Linked DNA regions of Ovis aries: all the other regions are linked to region 1. A link is a contact called in public Hi-C data. All regions are on one chromosome and are shown on one strand. Each heading gives the region's core, a stretch centred on a gene start, on an enhancer-like site or on the middle of the called end of the contact. The rest is flanking DNA. Distances are from core to core; before and after follow the strand shown.

Region 1 (2,865 bases), core at 113-2,612:
TGCCTGAGGACCAGAGGGGAGTGTCCAGCTATGTAGGGAGCAGCCCCCAGCCCTGACCCACACCAGGCCCTGCCTTGAATTCGGTCCTGGTCAGCTAGCTTGTCTCCTGTCTCTGTCCCTGGTGGCCTTTGGGAACCACATTTTAGCTGCTGCAGCACCTGGTTCCAGCTTCTGATCTTGCCTCACAGTCCTCCACCTCATCTCCTGCTCCCCCAGCAAGCTCTGAGCCCTCATAAAGGCCCAAGTGGGCTCACAGAGGCTGGCAGGGCCTCAGAACCCCTTGATCCACAGGAGAAGGGGAGCAGTAGAGAATTCTTGGTGGAAGAGAACATTCCTACCACTTTCCTCCCAGGCTATGCCCAGAAAAGCACCATGGAGCAGCACTTTGGAGCCCAAGCTCAGAGTTCAAAGCTTAGCTGAGCCACTGACTTTGCAGCCTCAGTAAAGCTGCACAACCTCTCAGGACTTTAACTTCCTCATCTATAAAATGGGGATCACCATCTGACCCAAAGCACTAGGCTGTTTCAAGAATAAAATAAAATATATGTGAAGTGTCTGACCCAGAGCTGGTGCTCATTACCTCCATACACACAAACAAGCAGGTTCTGCCACATAAGCGCTGGTCAAGGGAGACACAGAGGAAGGAGGGACAAGTCCTTGTTCTGGGGCTAAGAGCTCCTGTCCCTGCCCTGAGCCCATTCCCAGAGCAGTGAGATCGTCAGACCAGTCTCCAGGATTCTGCCACCCTGAGCAAGTGAGGTCTTGGCCCGTCACATTTGGTTTTTATTTCACTGAGAACAGAGCCGAGCCTACATGAGCAGGGTTCTCAACCCTGGCTACATGTGGGATCATCCGGAACACTTGAAAATACACACCAACGGCCCGTCCCAGCTGTGCTGATCCACTTGGTCAGGGATCCACTTGGGGCCAGGGATTCTTCTTTTTCTCCCCACGAGGATCTCCCAGTGTTTCTAATGTGCAGGCAGGGTCGAGAACCCCAGGGACAGAGGCTGGGAAACTCATTTAAAGAACTCATCAACAGGGCTGAGAAGACATTGTTCTCTCAGCTGGACCAGGAAGGGGGCTGGGTACTGAGGCCTGAGTTCTTGGAAATTGTTTCACCTCTCTGGGCCACTGTCCCTGCATCTGTGAGATGGAAAAAACAACCCTGCCCAGCCTCCCCTACAGGGTTACCTGTGAGGGTCACGCGATATGGTGTGTGTACTGCGCCACCTCTTAAGTGAGACACCAGGACCTCACAAACCACTTGACATCAGGTTTCCTCCTGGTCCCTCCGTAAGCAGAGAGTAAAGGCTGAGGGAGCCGCCCTGGGACAGGGCTCCCCAGAGCGGACAGCCAGAATCACGACTCCACACAGAGGCCATCCTGGGTACTGCAAGGCCCTTCCAGGCAGCCCTTCCTCCCCAGGGCAGGAAAACCCTTCCGCTTCCCAGCAAGGGCACGAAGCCCTGCGGAGGGAGAGGAGCCCGCCAGGAAGTCGGGAGGGGAGGACGATGCAACAGGGTCATGGGGGCAGCTGGGCAACTGTCTTCATCTCAAGAGGAGAATGGGGGCCCAGGGAAAGGGGGGCCCTGCGCTGAAGTTCCAGGGTAAGGGTGTCCCCACACGGGCTTTCATCACTGCAGGAGGGCTAAGAGGCTGCAGTATGGTGTCACTATCTCACACTCAGCGTACTTGTTCCTGCACACTTACTCAATGTCTACTACCTGCCAGGACCTTAAGACCACCCAGGAAGACCCCAAAGCTCTCTTCGGTAGCCACAAGTCCAAGCCAACAGTGAGTTCCAGAGAACCGCAGAGGCATGGGTGTGCTCATTACACCCTGAGTGGAACAGGGAACAGTCACCTGAAGAGTTTCTGGGGTGAATTCTTAAGGAAAGAATATACATCTTTAGCCTACTCACTTTGTATGTTTGGAATTTTGTCAGAGTTTTTTTTTTTTTTTTTTTTTTTTTTAATCCCAAACAGCGAAAATTGTCTCTTCTGGTGAAATTAATTTCCATCTTAACAAATACAGCTCTGTTGGCTTCAAAATCAGCACGCCCTCCCCAAACAACTTCCACCCATCCCAGAGCTTCACCTACGCGTCCGCACCGCTTATGACTGGATCGCCAGATCTTCACTCACCTCTTACATTCCCACACCCCTCACCGCCCCCGCCGCGCCCCCCAACCCCCACCCCGGCCCTGCTCCTGCCAGATCCCGTGCAGGACACTAGTCAGCCAGCCCAGCCAGCCCGGGGGTCAGCCTTGTCTCTTCCGCCTGCACCGCCTCTCACCATCTCGATGATGAGATGCCTCTCACCATCTCTCCTTCACCGGCCCCTCCCCCACAGCAGAGGGCTGCATCACCATTACTTTTCTGGGTTACCAACAACAGCCTCTCAAATCGGGTTTCTGCCTCCATTCTGCACCCCTGTCTCAAGCCACTGGTCTTCTAAAATATAACAATACTATCACATTTCCCAGAGTCTCAAGGAAAGCCCAAGTCCCTTGGCGCAGCAGACAAGGCCTTTGGTGAGCCGGCACTGCCTGTTCCCCACCACCCCCAACCCCAGGCACCCTCGCTGTATACTCTCTTGGGTCTTTGTATAAGCTTCCCTCCCTGTAAGATTTCTTTCCTTCTCTTCTTCTAAACCCTGTATTCCTGCAACAATCAGCTCAGGGGGAATCTCTTTTCCTGACTCTCAGGCTGGGTTGAGAGCCCACCACAACCCCAGGTTCCCTGTGTAAACCCCTGTCATGGTACTTTCCACAACCTAGTAACGGCTTACTTGTCTGCGTCTCTGGTGACACTGTGAGCAATTAAAATGAATGAAATGGTAAATGTCATAACACAGATAAAT
Region 2 (2,865 bases), core at 252-2,751, 250 kb before region 1:
AGGCCTGGTTTAACCAGTCAGTCACAGGCACGTGTCCTTCCAGGAACAAGAGAACGGTTGACCAGCTGGCCATTTTGACTGCTGCTACCCTGCTCCTGCTGCTACGCTCACTTATCAAGGGCTTCCCTGCGCCCAGCTGTGCCTGTGGAACAGATACAAGCATCAGCATTTGACAGGAGTGCCACCAACACTCAGAGGATTAAGGGATTTGCCCAGAGGCAAACGCTAATTCCCAAGTATAAGGGGCAGAAAACTTCATGCCACATTCAGGGATTAAACCAGGTCCATGCTCTGTATTCAGAGAAGGCAATGGCACCCCACTCCAGTACTCTTGCCTGGAAAATCCCATGGATGGAGGAGACTGGTAGGCTGCAGTCCATGGGGTCGCTAAGAGTCGGACACGACTGAGCGACTTCACTTTCACTTTTCACTTTCCTGCATTGGAGAAGGAAATGGCAACCCACTCCAGTGTTGTTGCCTGGAGAATCCCAGGGACGGGGGAGCCTGGTGGGCTGCCATCTATGGGGTCGCACAGAGTCGGATACGACTGAAGTGACTTAGCAGCATGCTCTGTATTAGAACCCAAATGACATTTGGGGGTTAAAGAGAAGGACATTCTAGAGCAATGAGCCCTTGGAACTACTAAATTGCTCTTGTCTGGCCTCAGGACTTTCAAGGCAAATCTCAGGCTCTCTGAACCCCAAATCCTAGTCCAGAAATTTCTTTTCACTACTGTTCTATCTGCCTTCATCACAGACTGAAATGCCTTGTGCCTTTGAGCCCCTAGAAAACTTCATCCACAACACAGTCCACCTAATGGGGCGGTGGGAACTAGTAGCTTAAGCCTGCTGATTCTATCTCAGAGACAACAAATATGATTAAAGGAATGAAAAAAAATTTAAGTGTTTCTTACCTAAGGCTTGAAAAAGGAGGGCAAGAAGAGCGAGGTGAGTGAAGGCTTTCATTTTGGATGTTCTCGCTAGGTAATCCAGGAAGGAAATGATTTGCCTCCAGCTATCTTTCTTTTAAACTCTCTCTCGGGTTCAAAGTCCAGTCATCAACTGACGTCAAAGCCAACAGAGGCAATTACTAGTTAGGGTTTGGTCACATAACGTAGGTCTCTCTTGAGCTTTTATGAACCAGACCTTATGGATTATTTTTTCTGTCTCATAGTCCAAAATAACTCAGGACAGTCCATCCAAACGTCCTCGGGAGATTATGGGGTGGAGGGGGGAATGTTAATGTCTTTATATCCCAAACATCCCCAAGTTATCACATTTTAGGAGGTCACCATTCCTCTAAATACCCAGTAATAGAGTCTGGGCCCCTCGTGCTGCCATGGAGTGCAGGAAATCCAGTTTCCTCCAGCTGTAGTTCTGAGAATCCCTGAGATGTCCTCATGTGTTTCCCCAGACTGTTTGTTGCTGAGCTTTTATCACCTTTTGCTGTGGATCACTACTGTGGGTCTCTTTGATGACTACCTCCAACAACTGTGTATTCATGTCTCCAAGCTTCCCTGGCTCCCCACATATCCCTGTATGGACATGGTCCCCCACTAATGTTCTCAAAAGCAGTTAATATAATGTTGTAGCATTTAACTTTACTGAGAGCCTGTGGGTGACAGGTCAGGGAGGGAAAGAAAGAGAATAACTCAAAACAGATTACTTGATATTGTGACTCTTGCTTGTTCACAAGCCACATCCCCCCTCGAAGGTCCCCTACTTGCCTCTTGTTCCTTAGCCCCTGACCTCTCACGTTTCAGGAAGCAGTTTATCTCTTGGATGAGTCTTTTATTTTATTTTTTTTTAACTTTGCTAACTCTTTATATATATATATATATATATATATATATATATATATATATATGGCTGTGTTGGGTCTTAGTTGGGACACATGGTATGTGGTATGTGGGATCTTTAGTTGTGGGTTTCAAACTCAGCTGTGGCATGTGGAATCTAGTTCTCTGACCAGGGATTGAACCTGGGCCCCCTGCATTGGAAGCACAGAGTCTTAGCCACTGGACCACCAGGGAAGTCCTGGATGAGGGTCTTTTTAATCCAATTCTCCCACTTTAAAAGTCTAAGACCCCAACTCCCTTTGCAATTTAGCCCCAGGCAGAGGAATGAAGCCAGTAACACCTCGTGAATATTAGCCAGAATGTTAACTCTAACCTTAGTGAAAGCAAAAATTTTTGTTATTACACAGCAGGTGAGTTCCCTGTTGTCCCCAAAGTCTTCATTCAGGAATAGGATTTGGGATTAACTCTTACATAGCTGAGAGGCCCATTTAAGTATTTCTCCCAAGCAAAGATACCTCTCAGGCCCATATGTTTTGTGTTATTCTCAGCTTGAATGATTCCAGGAAGCAAGAGTTAAACAAAGGCATTTTAAAATTCTTTTAAAACTCACTTTATTGAGGTAGATATAATTTACTTCAATACATGAATCCATTTAAAGTATAAAACTCAATGAGCTTTGATAGATGTATGTTCACGTGAAACCACTATTACAATCAAGATACAGAACGTTTCTATCACATCCGAAAGTTTACTCTTGCCCTTTCGCAGTCCCTTCTTTTCTCCACCCTCTAGCCCAGGCAAGTACAGACCTGCTTTCTGTCACTGGAGACTAGTTTGGTTTTTCTGGAAATGTATATAAATGGAGTCATAAGGTATGTGCTGTTTTAGTGTCTGGCTTCTCTCCCTCAGCACACTGTGAAATTCATCCGTATTACTGCGTATCAGTTCTTCCTCCTTCCCTACTTCTTTCTGCTTTCTTTTACAATTTTATTGAGGTATACTTTATGTAAACGGAACATGTTTAAAGCTTTGACATGTGTGCGTGTACAGGCTAACTTGTTTCAGTC
Region 3 (2,865 bases), core at 222-2,721, 160 kb before region 1:
GCTCCCGGCTCTACAGAGCACAGTCCAGAAGGAGGGCTTTCAGGACCAGCTCTTACAGAGCTCTGGCCCACCGGGAAGGTCCAGGATCTGCTCGCAGACAGAGACCAAACCTGCTACCTACAGTTGAGCATCTGGGCACCAGATGGGGAGGCTGACTCTGACTCTGCATCTCTCACCAGTCCTGTGTGAGTAAAATGAGCCAACCAGAGCCAGCTCAGACCACTTACGAGACGCAGCGGGGGCAGGCCCCCCTGCATGAGGAAGCACTTTTGATTCCAGCAGAATTTTCCCATCCCAGAGGTGAAACCTCCCTTCCAAGACCCAAATATGCCTTCCAAACTTGTTTCTAATCCCTTTATTCATCTGTTTCACACCAGATGCTCTGTAGAAGCTTTTGACAAAAACAGATAAAGAACAAGAAAAGAGAAATCATGGACGGCACCATGAGCTATCTGGCCTCCAATCTTCATCTTGTTTCTGCGCATTTAGAATCTGCAAACAAATACACAGGAGGATGGGAGACACTGCATGTGCTTTATTTACCTAATGGCATGTCATGATGAAGGTTTCGGGCCATTGACAAGTGTTGTACATTCTGTGTGTGAATTCTACCTCCCCAGAGGGAGGGAGCCTTTCAAGGGAAAGAAGAGTGATTTCTGCTTCATTACATCTGCTCCTATATCCCGTCCAATACCAAGGCTGTAGAGGAGAAATAGAAAAAGCATGCCAAGGACTGGGAGACTTCAATGCTGTGTGTACAGGATCGTGTGTGTGTGTGTGTGCATGTGTGGGTCGGTGCACATACAAAGATATACACACACAAACCCCTTGTGGTTAATACCCATTTCAAAGACAGGCCAGCTCTATGACAAGTTTCTTGGACCTGCGCCCAGAAGGCCTTACACTTCTACCCTAGGTCTGTGAGTAACTGGATGGGGGGTCTTCCCAGAGGGCCCCTCTCTTACCTCTAAAGATCCGCCTCTGAGACCCCAAGAGCTGGCAGACCTCAGCAGAGGCCCAGCAGGAGTTGACGCATTTCTGCATCCTGTCGGCCAGGTCGAACAGCGTCACGTTGGAGGCCAGGGAAAAGGTGGCTTGCAGTGACATCACCACAACACTGGACTCCCTACAGGCAAAGTATACATATTTTAATTGTCCTAAACTGATATGTGGGTCCCAGAATTTTTGGAAAATGAGTGTCCTCCCCATTGTCCAGTGAGGGCCTGGGACAGCATGAAGGTTCCGTGACCTTGGCCTGGGATCACCCCTCGTAGCCTACAATGAACTGACCTAACTCACAGATAGGTCCTCTTCCAAAAGGTTCTCCATGAGAAATTACATTACAGGCAAAACAGGGGCCAGTGTTGTTGCCATCACACTTGTTAGAATACCCTCCCCTTTCTATAGGACTGGTCCACAAACAAGTACATATAATCCTGCTACTTACCTAGAAACATGAGCTGTGGATCGGGTATAACCAGGTAATGTTGAGAAACACACATTTAACTGAAAGGAAGAGGTTTATCATTAACTGTGAGTCAGACAAAAGAGCCTTGAACCTAGAACCAATTTCCTATTTTCAAGATCAAACAGGCATTTTTCCAGTCATCGAGTTATCAGCAGGCAGCCTCACACAGAGTGGTGTCCTTTTTTCTTGTTCCTTTCTTAAATGCCTTTCTGCTCTTATTCTGTTGTTCCATGAACACAAAGGGAGAGAGGCAGATAGTAAATCAGTGGGGGGAAATCTTGGCAGGAAATGATGTTCAGAATAGCACCCTTGGATGCAAAACCTCTTCAAAGGAACAGATCTCGTCTAAGATCTGCTCCAGGGTTTCAAACGACCTCAGAGGCAACTGTTTATTTGGACTTTGCACAGTGAACAAGGCTTCCTGAAAAGGCTGGGTTCCTTTCAGCTCCCTCAGGTCTGGCAGGCCTTACACAGACCCTTCATAATCTACAATGAGTTGACCTAACTCACAGATAGATCCTCTTCAAAAAGGCTCTCCATGGGAAATTACATTACATGGGTCAAGAGCCCTTTTGTTGAGAGCAAATTAAGAGTGACTCCGTGTGTTTGCCTTGTGCCCTTGGAAAGAGCAGAAAACCCCTGTGGGGCATGATGTACCATGCCTGCATCCCCACTCCGCCCATAGCATGAACTGGGGCTTGGGGCTTCCTCTCAAGCAGCTGAGGGTCTCAATATCCTGACCAATGCAATCTACCTGTCTTCAAAGCCTGTGGGTCAGACATATCTCATCCTTCACAGGATGCTATCAAACCTTTTTTGTCTTTGTATTAACATTGCTTTATATTCATAAGGCAATGATTTATTATGATTAAACTTTCTTTTTCCCCAGGAAAAAACAGAAATAGCACATTTCAGAACAGAAGAGCATCTTGGGAAAGGCCATTTGAGTCACAGCCTAAGTCCTCTCTAGTCATAGCCTACATCTTCGCTACTTCTTGGGGGTGGGGATGTCACATCACTAATAAATTATATGTTGACACTGGGTGTGTGTGCGTGTGTGCTGTTGCTTCAGTCATGTCCCACTCTTTGCGACCCTATGGACTGCAGCCCACCAGGTTCCTCTGTCCATGGGATTTTCCAGGCAAGAATACTGGAGTGGGTTGCCATGCCTGGGTTGCGCAGCAATCAAATCTGTGTCTCTTGCATCTCCTGCATTGACAGGTAGATTCTTCACCACTGAGCCACCAGGGAAGCCAGCTGATATTGGGTAAAACTGAGCAAAGCAGATGGGTCACTGAAGACCATCTAATGGGAAGGACTATATCTCTGCAGGAGGTTCTCAGCCCCTGTACTATCTTAGAAGGAAATATTGACCTACAGCCCAGCAAAGAGGCAGC

Evidence for each region. A called contact is a pair of places that touch in the nucleus more often than the background predicts.
Region 2: a contact with region 1 is called in a Hi-C map of tail adipose tissue, with 5 times the contacts expected there. The contact joins the promoter of LOC114111177 here to the enhancer-like site in region 1. A contact is called at or near these places in 2 of 16 Hi-C or Micro-C datasets (omental adipose tissue and tail adipose tissue).
Region 3: a contact with region 1 is called in a Hi-C map of liver, with 3 times the contacts expected there. The contact joins two enhancer-like sites. A contact is called at or near these places in 6 of 16 Hi-C or Micro-C datasets (hypothalamus, liver, muscle and 2 more).

The regions. Positions count from the first base shown.
Region 1 is chr1:190,461,614-190,464,478 of ARS-UI_Ramb_v3.0, forward strand. All of the region lies in intron 5 of SLC12A8 (solute carrier family 12 member 8), which reads right to left. Among named protein-coding and RNA genes, the nearest start is that of SLC12A8, 59 kb to the right of the region's middle. Within about 2 kb of position 1,363, at least 9 of the 54 cell types and tissues checked have an H3K27ac peak or open chromatin away from gene starts, as enhancers often do. A contact at or near this core is called in liver and tail adipose tissue, where this site is marked.
Region 2 is chr1:190,210,183-190,213,047 of ARS-UI_Ramb_v3.0, forward strand. LOC114111177 (DNA-directed RNA polymerase II subunit RPB1-like) reads right to left here and starts at 1,502. Exons shown (of 3, transcript XM_060397243.1): 1 at 1,440-1,502; 2 at 914-1,014. The coding sequence starts at 1,502. It overlaps TRNAG-UCC (transfer RNA glycine (anticodon UCC)), which reads right to left and starts at 2,032; the gene lies at 1,960-2,032.
Region 3 is chr1:190,298,775-190,301,639 of ARS-UI_Ramb_v3.0, forward strand. HEG1 (heart development protein with EGF like domains 1) reads right to left here. Exons shown (of 17, transcript XM_060404378.1): 10 at 1,448-1,506; 11 at 966-1,126. Among named protein-coding and RNA genes, the nearest start is that of HEG1, 49 kb to the right of the region's middle. Within about 2 kb of position 1,472, at least 1 of the 54 cell types and tissues checked has an H3K27ac peak or open chromatin away from gene starts, as enhancers often do. A contact at or near this core is called in liver, where this site is marked.